Regions from separate parts of the Drosophila melanogaster genome. Here region 1 is linked to region 2. Evidence: chromatin contacts called from public Hi-C data. All regions are on one chromosome and are shown on one strand. The core of a region is the stretch at or near the end of the contact, and the rest is flanking DNA. Distances in the headings are between cores, read along the strand shown.

Evidence for each region. A called contact is a pair of places that touch in the nucleus more often than the background predicts.
Region 1: a Hi-C map of the Kc167 cell line shows a contact between it and region 2, with 2.3 times the contacts expected there. A contact is called at or near these places in 39 of 107 Hi-C or Micro-C datasets (the Clone 8 cell line, the D17-c3 cell line, the Kc167 cell line and 20 more) and 4 of 7 datasets of targeted methods (the Kc167 cell line and the S2 cell line).

Annotation. Positions count from the first base shown.
Region 1 is chr3L:5,275,738-5,281,750 of dm6, forward strand. shep (alan shepard) reads right to left here and starts at 2,207. Exons shown (of 12, transcript NM_001259707.1): 1 at 1,877-2,207; 2 at 418-626. The coding sequence starts at 585.
Region 2 is chr3L:5,183,022-5,189,733 of dm6, forward strand. All of the region lies in intron 4 of shep (alan shepard), which reads right to left. Among named protein-coding and RNA genes, the nearest start is that of Srp54k, 34 kb to the left of the region's middle.

The DNA.
Region 1 (6,013 bases), core at 957-3,456, 90 kb after region 2:
GCAGTGGCGCCCCCTATCGGCCGCAAGGCAAAAATGGCGCCTTCTATGTGGAAAGAAGCATCAGAATCAAAAATCATCAGCCTGAGTCCGATTTGAATGAGCGATTGAGTGAGTGACTGTGTGACTGACTGAATGACTGACTGGCGAGAGTGCGACCGAGTGAGCCGTTTGATTGCTTGATTGATGCACGAAGCTATTGATTGATTGATGCCTTTGTTGATCTCTGATTGCTTAAATGTTTGCCCAACACTTTTTTTTTAACAGGCTATTTCGAATTGCTTTCGAGTTTCGAAGGGGTAATGGTGACTTTCTACGTTTTAAGACTTAAATCATTTTCGTAAAACTGTACACTTCAGTTAAATAATAGATATTCTAATATTGTCTGTATTATAAAGATGCAATATGTATTTGACTTACGTTTGAATAGTTCTGGGATCTCGGAATCTGCGGCGGCAATTGCTGGGCATTCGATGGCCCCCTCATGCTAACGCCTCCACCTCCCCCGCCGCCCTGCTGCTGGTGTGGCGGTCCGCCCATCTGTTGCTGTTGCTGAGGGGGCGGGGCTGGGCTGTATCGTGGGTGCATTTTTTCTAGTTTCTTAATAGCACTCTTAAATTGACTTGTGACTGCGAAAAGGGGAGTAAATGAGATAATGCAGATTAGAAAGAATGAGTCATAATTGTAAATATTCTATAATCTTAAGACGTTGCAGATATAAACATTTGCATTAATTGGAGATACAGTCTTAACTAGACCCCATTTTTTATACAGATCAACTGCTCAACCTAAATTAATTATGACAGTTTGTTTGTAATTAATTAAATCATTATTATTATTAAATAATAAAACAAAGATTATATATTTTAATGTATAAAATGAGGTCAGTATTTTTTCTGCTAATTAAACTTTTCGTCTATTTTTCTACCACTTTTTTACAGCCCAACCCGTTTGCTCTGACTGCCGCACGGCAACACTGTTCTCTGCACTCTTCTTTCTCTCTCCCACTCTCTATTTTTATTGCTTCTTTTTAGCATTCTGTGCCATATTCAGCTTATTTTGCCGTGCTTATAATTTGTTATTAATATTTCACTAGCAACTTTGTTGATTATTATTAGCACCACCCGTCTTAAATTGTTTTTTTTACTTGCAACGGAGCATTCAGCGAGTTATTTTAGCACTGTTTCTGTCTCTTTCCCGCGCGGCAGTTGCAACATTTGCATTTTGGCATTAAAAATAGCACACAGCACAGGCCAGCCAATTTTTTTTGGTTTGCAAATTTATTTATATGCCGCCAGACAGCCACAAACACACAGGAACACACAATAATTTATTGATATGCGGAGGAAATTATTCAATTGTTTTTACGCTATTGCTTTTTATCAATTGCACTTGTTGTTGTTGCTATTTTTTGTTATTGCTTATTTAAGGACAATGACAGCAAAATAGAGAAGGAGAGCGCAGTGCACAAGAGAAAGAGAGTAGAGAGAGAGAGAACAAAGAGCGGGTGGAAAGAGCACCGGCAAACAACAAGTGAGCAAAGCAAAAGGTGAAAAATAAATTTGCACTGCGATAAGATTTAAATAATTATTGCTCTCTCTCTCTTTCTCTCATTTGACTTTTTCGTTTTTCCCAGTTGTATTATTGTTTTTCGTCTGCTGTGCTGTGCCGTTCTTATTTTTGTATTTTTATGCCATTGCTTTATGTATTTTTTATCGAGTGCATTGCTCTAAAACAACAACATTCGCTTTCAATTAGCTGAGAGCCGCAAATTTGTTGCTTTTGCCATTGTTACGTCTGCTTTGCGGGGCTTCCAAAGGTAGTTTTTCCTCTTGTTCGATTTGCTTTTGGATTTTAGCTTTGCCTAAATGTTGCTTACTTATTGAAATTTCGTTTTATTGCTGGTTTGTCAGCTGCTGATGGCTCTTCTTCTTGCTTCTTGTTGCACGTTCTGTTTTTTTTTTGCACACAAACACACGCACTCACAGTCGCACAAACACAACACACACACACAATCTCACGCCCACGCACACTATTTGCACTTGAAAGTAATTCGACTCGTTTTCGTTTCGATTTTTCGCCCTTTTATTTTGCTGTCTTCGTTATTTGTTTGTTGTTCCGTCACGCGTTTTAATTTATATATTTATGCAAAATATTACAACGACAAAATATAAGTTTGCGCAGCCGAAAAAAACGAAGAAAGCGCAACGCGACAGCAATCGGCAATGGTATGAGCTTCTTCTTCTTCCTTTTCTGCCGGCAATGCTCTCTTCGCTCTCTCGCTTAATTTACAGCAATCTACAGTAGCGGAAAATAGTCTAGGTGCGACTCATAATATTAAATATTTTCTTTTACTCTATGTAGTTTAAACATTGTGTAAAAAAGAATTTTCAGCGGCGAGTAGCATAATAATAAAGGTCTTAATAAAATAGCACAAGAACTTTAACTTCGGGTTGGATATGTGGCCGTGTAGCAAATATATTCTGTGTACATACTCCTTTTTCCGCTACTGTATATATTTCTTCTCTTCAAATTGTACTCTCTTAGAAAATTTCTCTTCTTATTGCCTCTTATTAGCTTGCGCTTTGCTGTTTAACGAAACTCTTTCGGGTTTCTACTGTATTATTTATAACAATTTTATTAATTTCATGCATTATATTTTTTTTATTTTCTGGAATAAAATTCAAGATTATTAATTAAAAAATCGAAATAACATTGTAAATATTCGAAAATATGCATTGCATACAAAGTTTTCGTCATTACATTTCGTCACTAATCAAAAATAAAGATCCGATTTAACCAATTAAAATCACCATTTTAAAAGCCTATTTTCAGTGCTAAGTTTATATAACTTTCCTTTTTCAAATTTGATACACATGGTTGTCAGTTTTCCCAATCCCATTATATCAGTTCATTACGCAAATGGCGCAAAATAAAAAAAAAAATAAAATAAAAACGTGTGCACCAAAAACTGTAAAGCCAGCAACAGCATCTAGTGTGTTATTTTGAAATATTTAAATAAAATTAATATTCTCAACAAGTGCGTCGCATAAAAGGGCGACACACACCACACGTCCTTCCGCCCGCTTTTCACCAACCACCACCCACCGCCCCATAGCTTTTGGCACATAACAAAGGACTAAGGGACTAAACAAATGATGCATGATGACGACAACGAAAAATAAGCAGATAGGGGGTTAAAACTGAAAAAATCGAAATGAGAGCGACTCCCACGCATTGTAAAGCACTGCCACGCCCACTGCCCACATAAAACCCAACCACTCAGACAGCAGCGGGCGAAAAAATATAAACATTTAAACTTTTACGGCGACTTTGATTTTAAATATATATATATATTTTATTTTTATCCAGCTTGATACATTTCAATAGATAACAACTTTTTTTTACAATTAAGCTTTTATATCTAATTACTTGACTCGCGACTGTAACATCTCCAAGTATAAATACATATATGAAGACAGCCTGTACTGCCACTCCCACCGCCCCATAAGCCTACAAACAATAAATTTGCAATAGCAACGACAAAATTTGAAGAATGGGCCAGGACCAACAAACAAGAAGCAGCATCAGGAGCAGACAGAAAGGACAATACTCGAAATGAAATTGGATGGAACAAAAAAAAAATGTTAATACAACAAAACATGCAAGGAATTTAAATTTATCTTAAATATGCAAATTTACTGACACTATCGAGATATGCAAATTTTCCAAAGCAGCAGCGGCAGAAAAACAATATACAACAAAAATGAAGCAAGAAATCAACGAATTTTAAAACAGTGAAAACTGGTAAAGAAAGTTAAATAAATATGTATACCTAATAATTTGGACATCCAAAATTTTGAAAAAAAATTGTACTTTATTATATTATTGTTTGTCCCTGCAATAATTAACTACAACCTTTAAATGAAATCTTTCTAGACAACAATAGAGAAACTACTGTATCTGAAAAATGGGCCAAGAAATCAAAAAACGCCAATAAATCGAAAGATGGGGCAGATAGTAAAAAAAAAGAAGACAGTATCTCACGCACAGTGGGCTGAAACACTTTCGTCTAAAACGCATGAAAAATAACATATTGGTAGAACGGGAAAATGGCATGCAAGATGGATGGGCTTGGGGGGTGGAAAGTTGCCAGCGGATCGGTGGAGGGGGGGAGGGGGCGTGGCAACAGCCTCTCTGCGGCCAAAATGACGACGCGTTGGTATTTTCATTAAGTTTGGCACCATTTTCCTTTTGTTGCCCACTCCAAAACCCATTTTTTCCTACACTGCCTGCCTGCCTTTCATACATAGTTTTTCAGCTTGCGTTGGTAGGAAAATTATTGATATTTTTTAGGATGTGGCTTAAAAAATATTTTTGTTTAGTAAATTTAAATGTCAGAAAATTAATAAGTTAACTTACCCGTCTTTCAGTTTTATTGTTTTTTATTTTATGAAGTAAGAACATTAATTTATTTGGGCTATTTGCAAAACAAAAAAACACATACTTTATATATGATCCACATTGATACAATGTAGACACATTTTTGCTCAGTGTAGAGTTTCTTGGCCACCGCTTGAAGCGAAAAAATTCTTGTCGCGCAACAGCAGCAAAAAGGAGAAGTAAGGGCTTTCGGGGGAAGCGAGCCATAGGGGAGGGGGGCGGGGGCAACGCTGCTACGTGACCGTAAGCAATTTGCAGTGTGGGCGAAAAGGCCGGAAAAGCGGCGAGTGAGGGGGTGGCAAAGCAAGTGGAGGCGATGGGGTGCAGTGGGCACTCCTCGCTGCGTAATCGCATCAAGAAAGTGAAATGTCAGCTGTTTCCATCATCTTGGCGCTGCGCCTCTGTCGGCATGTGACTGCCAGGAATTCAAGCTAGTTAAAAAATAAAAAAAAAAACGATAGAATCATGGAATCTAAGGGTCTACAGGCCAGGAACTACAACCACTAGTTTCCCAATGGAATGCATTGTATAGGTCACTGCGTAAGGACCAAAAAAAAACAGAAAAAAACAATAGGGAAAACTACAGAACCAGAGCAAGTGAAGTGTACGAAACGCTTTTGTTGGCGCGTGATCTAAGGATAATTTATGACTCGCCCAAGGAGAGAAATGTGCGCAGGCAGAGGCAGAGGTTGTCACAGGACACGACTGACTTTCAGATAAGGAGTGCTCAAGGCGAGCTCGAGAATTTAAATTCAATCAAACTGCAGTCGGTAATTGCTCGGCCATGAATGGCTAGCATCTCAGTTCAAGGTTTTCCTACGCAGGAGGTGGGGAAAAAAACGAGGATATCATATAAAATATGATTTATCACTTATACAACTTGTTATTCACTTTAAAAATCCACGACAAACTGGTATTATTACACACATAATTATACAAGAAAACAATCCCCATCCTTATTTCCAAATTAAATGCCACCATCGATGTTCTTCGCTTTGGTTGTCGATACCACATTAATATGTTCACAAATACACATCAAAGAACATCCCCATATTTGCAATATATTACGTTCATAATCCATTTTCGACCGAGCAGACATTGAATGTCATTGGTGAAATTAATTTATATAAAATGACATAGATTTAATATGCGAATGAAGGAAGAATATTGATGTTGGCTGGCCCATTTCCCTTCCTCCTGCTCAACCATTTCCGCGTAATTACCTCGACGGGTGTGTGTGTGTGTGTGTGTGTGTGTGGGGAGAATCCTAGGGAAAAGGCGGAAAAGCGGGAAAGCCATGGTGGAGCAAAGCCAAAATGGCGGCGTCGCCGGCATCATCATTATCGCCATCATCGTCGCCAAGACATCGTTAAATTAAATCTATTGTCGACGCATTCAATGTGCATATAAATCATTTATGATCTTTCAGCCAAATGCAACAGTCGAAGGGCGCAAATGTAGACATTACAACAATTTATTATTTAATTATCTATGCCGCAAAATTTTCACTCAAAGGCCGCAAACACAGAGCTTCAGCCATCCGAAAACCATAGTACAAACATTAAAGTGCACC
Region 2 (6,712 bases), core at 3,765-6,264:
GAGCCACCAAAAAATGCCAAAAATAAAGTTGCCCTCTTTATCGCACAACCAAACACTACCACTATTGCAATCACCCGAAATAAAGGCTTAACCTTGGACTTCAGAAGCTCAACCGGCGCTTCGACCTTAAGGCGTGGCAAAAGGGGCGGCGACGGCATACGGGGAGAGGGCCGGGTCAGCAGACTTAATCAGTCGTTGCCTTGTCGCTTTCATATCGGAATGTATTCCGTGAATGGGGCAAAATTGCACTGTAAAAAAACAACTTCTTTCCAGTTTCAAAAATCTGGAAAAATTTGTAAAAATCGAAGGAATCTCCGCTTCGACTTATAAAAAAGTTCAAACTAAATTATTCTTCTTTTTAAGATTGTAAATGTACAAAATCCAACATAAAGGACAGTTGTTAATTAATTATTAATTTACGAGCCCGTAACAACTTAAATTTCTGTGCAAAAATGAAGTGTGTGGAGCGATTGTAGCGTATAAAATCGTGCATGGCACTACCAGCTCATACTCAAACATACAGATACAGCAATGATTCAAATGATTCGAGGGCTGACTAATTCAAAGGCAGCGCTACTTTATTTGATAAGCGCTAACTAGCAGAAAAAATGTCATATGTTTTGTAATAAGAAAAATACTTTTGTAGTTTGACTTCAAAGTTTACAAAGTGAAAAGCACAAGTTCCGTTGCGAACCATATTTTTTCGCAGTTATTAAGTACGTCACAATGAAAACTAAACAAAAACAAACGGAAATTCAGACGAATAATTCCCAAATGGAAAGGGAAATCAGCTGACTCTTTTTTCATTTCGCTGAATGAACTTTATCTTGACGTTTGGCATTTGTCACTTCATTTGGTTTTTTATGGATTTTTGAGCAAACAAAAAATAATAGTATAAAAGCGGCTAACCTTTAATCGTTGGCGAATAAATTCTACAAAAATCTTGACACACACGCAAAAAGCTTATTTAATTATACACGCCACAAAGAGAGAGAGAGAAAAATGGAAAAGAAAAACGAAAAATTATATTTTAATTTTGAAATGTTCGAACAAACAAACAGACATTGAACCTTATGCTGAATTTCGACAGTGTGTGTGGGGGCGCTTTATATTTCTTTCTTCTCTTTTGTTATTAATTTGAGTATGTGTCTAATTTAATATTATTCTGCCAGGGGGCATTTGATTTTATTTACTTTTTGCTGTCGGCTTCTTTTGCTGCTTCTTCGGCTTCTTCCTTTTCTTCTGCTTCTTTACTCTTTTCTAGGCGCACGCACACTGGCACGCCGGCAAAAACACACACGAACACACACTGGTGTGTTTACAAACTTTTGCGACGTTTTCAAGTGCGACGTCGGCAGCGACTTTGGCTTTAACTATTTCGTTCTCCGCTTCCTCTCGCTGTTCGTTGGACTTTTTTGCCAACGCTTTAATAACTTTCTATTGCTATTTTTATATCTTTTTAAAGCACACGCACACAATAACACACGTAAGTGCCGCTCTCTTTCTGGTTATAATTTAACAATTTTCCTATAATTTATATTTTTTCTTGTTTCGTTTTGTTAGTCAGCTTTAAGCTTACGCACACACACAATCACTTGGCGACACAAACGAAAAACGAACGATGCAAAAGAGACGGTAACTACAGTTATAGTTGTTGTTGTTGCGAGAGCAGCTGATCTCAAAACGACGGGAGGAAGTAAGTGGGAGGAGAGAGTAGTGCCTCTTTTTTACTGGAGAAATGGACAAACTCTGGGAACTGCGAACTGCGAACTAACCGAGGCAAAAATTGAGAAGCGAGCTGAAAGCGGAATTCAAACAACGCAGCGCTGACGGCGACGCCGGCAGAAGCAGCGCCGCACAAGGCATGCGCACAGAGAGTAAGAAAGAGCGCGGCTAATGAATGAATGAACGAGGCGGAATGCGGGAAGAGCGCAGAGAGGCGCAATGACAAAATAGTTGTAGAAAAGCGCCGGCAAGCGGAACTCCACACTCTTTCTCACTCTCTCTTTCCACCCACACCCCTAGTTCACCGGAAAAAGAAAATTCGTTTGCGGCGGGGGTGTATTTTTCACCAAAAAGAGAGTGTGTGCAAAACGCTAGAGAGAGAGAGAGAGAGAGAAAGAACTGACGTCAGTTCTGCCTCCGTCGACGCCGCTGCCGGCGTCGCAAAGCGCCACCACCCAAAAAAACGCGAGAAGAAGCAGAACAAACACACACAAAAATTCGCACAGTGGAGCAGAAATCAAGCTTGTGGCAAATATATTACTTCATTCATCATTCGACGGGCGCGTTTGGCTCTCTCACTTGTTTTGCCAATTTTGGTGATCACCATTTTAGCATATTTTTTCTCATTTAATAAGTTTGCAAAAAAACCTAGGTACAGTGAAATGGTTATAATTAATAAAGGTATTTACATTGATCCCTTTTTTTACATAACATTTATTAAGAAAGTAACAAAAAATACATCCAAACTTTATAAAATGCATCTTTAACAACACAAAACCATATATACATACATATGTACATATGTATGGCCCACTTTACTGATCATTCACTGTGCATATAAGTAGTTTTTAACAAGTGGTTTTCTTTTGCTTTTTGGCACCGTGAGAAAAAAATTCAGAACTGCGGCTGTCTGGCATCCACTGTCTTCTATTAGCCCGGACCCGAATTTTTCACCACCCCCAACTCAAAAGTCACCAGCTGATGAGCTGGTCATCAATTTCTGTCTCTCTCTCATTTTTTGGCGGCTTTTGGGCCGAATTTTGTTTGTTTGCTCGTAAAAATAAATCATCGACCGTGGAGGAAACACGAGCGATGAGTGAAAAACTATTAAATTGGCACCATCGCACCACGAAAAACATAAAAAAAATTATTATCATGACCACCTGTCTGCCTTGAATCACTCATTTTCCACAATTTATTATAGAGCTACAACTTTAGAGTGGTTCGAAAAGACAAATAAAAATGGTAAAAATGAGTGTCGAGTTGAAGGAATCCCCTTGTTCGCCTTAAACTTTTGGCTAACCCACTTTTTATAATAATGAAAAATTTAACATTGTTTTGAACTCACGAAGTTTTAGACAAAAACCTGTTTATAGATGGGATGTTCGTTCATACTGGAATTGCCCATAACTCACCGCAAATGAATCTTTGACTTTTTGAGAATGCTTCTACTGATTGATTGACAATTACTTAATTGATAAATTGGAAAAGAATACAGGGGAGGAATTCCCATGGAGGTAATTGCATTTGACCGGATCTGTTGTGTTCTAGGAAAGCTGTAAATGTCATATGCTTACATATTTACATATGAATAAAATTAATGAAAGATTTCTAAGTTTGGTTTTAAATTCAATACAATAGTTTCCAAATTTCATAAAGCATTACCCAATTCACCTCCATCCATGAATCATCAATGTAATATTTCTTCTTTTCATTCAAATTTATGATCTGAACGTCTAACAAAGCATCAAATCAGGCAAAAAGTATTCGATAAAGATATGCAAAAGACGACAATGAGACAAAAGAAACGAGTTACAGAAAGCAATTTCAATGGAGAATAGCAATTTTATGGCTTACATTTTATTCGCGTTAAGAAGGGGGAGTGCGAATATCAGCTGATAAAAAGCAAAATGCGTTGGCAAAAAAGAAAATCGTGTATGTGGGTTAAGAAGAATGGATGAGAGGCTGAGGGATTCATGGAAGATGAGGGAACAACCGTGATAATAGCAAAACAAACGAAACAGAGAGAGAAACAATATTATAGAGCGAGAGGGCGATAGCCGTGGGGAATTTTCAATTGAAAACGAACGCGTATAAATGCGCCCATATGGAAAAGGCACCCACACACTCATCCGTGTGTGTGTGTGTGTTGAGGAAAATTGCGACTTTGCCTGCCTTTTTATCGGCTTGCGGCATCTCCCCTCCTACTCTTCCGCCCCTCCTGCATTTTCATGCTGGTTGCTCAAAGTCTCGCAGTCGACGTCAACGTCAACGTACATAGAAGCAGCGGGGTGTGAATGCGGCAAAAAAATACACTCATATGGGATAGGTACGCACAGCTGCGGGCACATTAGTAGAATATCAGATTACATGACACGAGTGTCAAACATAGGAGGCAATCAACGTGAATTATGCAAGGAATGTAACTTATGAAAAACCATTATTATTCGAGTTACAGCTGTTAATATCAAATACATTTTCAGTAATACTCTTTGTTTAGAGTACTAATGTGATGACCGCAATTGTTAATATTAAATACATTATCAACGGCGTCGCGATTACAGTAATAGCAGCGACGCCGGCAGAAGCATCCTCCCTCTATATCTATCTCCCTCTAGCCAGTGACGCAGGCAGCATCTTCTGTGCTGCTGCTTCTTCTTCTTCTTCTAGTTCTAATAGCATTTACTGTTTGTTCAACTGTTATGCGAGTTGGACTCCAAGTTATATTTTTTCTGCCTTTTTTTGTTGTTATTGGACTGTTGCTCTCGTGCGTTTCTAGTTTTCCATGGGTCCAACTTTTACTGCCATCCTTTACCTCCCATTCTCCGCTTCCCATCACCGATTCCCCTTGCCATTTACATTGACATTGCTATTCTCTTATTTTATCGCATCATGTTTGATTATACACTGTAATAAATTAATGGTTCAAGCAAAATTATTATATGTGCGTATACATTTTCAGAACAAAACGTTAGTTGTGTGATTTCTAAGCAATTGTTAATTTATTTATACTCTTTTAGCCAATGAATCTATTCTTCTCAGTGTATTTCTATAGGGTGCATTTACTTCTTCTGGCTCGTTTCATTCCATTTTCATTAACATTCGTTTGCAGGTCGTCAAGAAATTAAATGCTCATTATTTGGCCTTTTTCCCAACCATTCTTATTGTTTCCTCCTCGCATTTATGGTTTATTCATCATGCACGTTCGTTTTTCTTATCAGTCCAACTACTTTTGGGCTCTCTCTTACTGACTCCCTTTCCTCTTTCACTATCTTCTCGCCATCGACGTAGACATCTGCGCTGGCATCGACGTTGGCCACGGCAGAGACGTCAGCAGCATCAACGAGCCACCACTTTGCGGCACTTTTGTCGCTGACTGACCGATTGACGATTGACCATCCAAAACGGACTAAACACTAAGCCCCAAACAGTCCACACCCACTCAAATCACCACCCCTCGTTCCACAGAAAACACAACACGCACTAAAACACGCAAATAGCGGTGGTAAAAATAATGGTACATTCATATAAATACATATGTATGTATGTAACAACTATAAACAAGTTACAATTACTGGCCATAATATAGCTAAATTAGTCGCCTTTTGGCATGTGAAAACAATATGTTGATTAAAAAGGATCGCCAATGCAAATGCCTCTTTGAGTATGTTTCAAGATAAATACCCGCACCACGAATAATGGAATTAGTGATATATGGGTATATCACATAAACATATGGTGAAATATGTATATGAACTATTACCGATATCTTAGCATATATTGGGTTCTTTTGATATGCATAGGGGAACATTATGACAGCAGATAATGTTTTCAGTGGAACTGATCTCAAAGCGATTAGTATTTATCCTAGCTTGAGAAAATATTTTTACTTTTTTAATTTAGTTTTAGTGGCTAGCACTATTAACGTGACCTCCGCTGTGTTGGGCAAACATTTTTATTGCATGTCGCCTATCAATCGCTGGCAATTGTTGTTGTCAACGTCGCAGCAGCAGCGCAAAAATAATCGCAGCAGGAAATAAATAGAAATGTGTATCGAAATAAATAAGTAAACATGTGCGAAAAAAAATTGGAGTTCGGAATGGGGCATCAAGGATGGGAAAAGAGAGACTGTGTGTAGGCTGGTGGAAGTGCACGATAAAAGCTTTAACGTTAATGACCAAGCTCGTATTTGCGAAGCCATATTTATCAGCACACACTCTTCTTTTTCCCCATCAATTGGGGATTCTCTACATTCACTGTGGGGCAGATGGAACAAATATGAATCAAATATTCTTTGATATTGTAAGTAAAACATGTGCCGGAAATTCCACATAATTTATAATTTATTATACATTAAAGGTCGTTAATACAATTGGCTCGTTTTCCAAATAAGCAAATTCTGAATTTCGAACAATTTTTTGATCAATTTATTTTTGAATCAATTCGTATGGGTTTTGGAAAATGTTTTTCAACCGGGGGTCCTATTTCAAAAAGGGAGAGATTTTTCACGCCTCAAAAACTTAGTCACTTTTGATTAAAAGACGTCATTGTTATTACCAATCGTCAAAAAATAAACATTTTCTTTTGTGCCAAGGAAAATCGGTTAATTTCAAGTTACTAAGTAAATATGTATGAGCAACAGGTAAGTTTTTGGTGGGCGTCTCTTATCGATTATGGATTTCTGTTTGTGTTCGGTTTATTTTTAGGAAATATGTGATAAGAGCGAACTTTAGATAAACATGCCGAGGGTAAACAGATTTACCGCCATTAATGGGAAATTACGGAGCAAATTGTAGGCGTTGACAATGAGAAGATAAAATACGAAAAAGGGGTTGGCGGAATCATGAAATAAAGTTGATTTTAGCCTTGACTTCAGTTCAGCTGACTTTGTGAACTTTGAATTTGCCAGGACAATCCTGCGGTAATACTTGGCCATTAAGCAGGCAATCCGAAGGGCTTTTCCAGCTGGCTTTTCACAAAAGCCCCT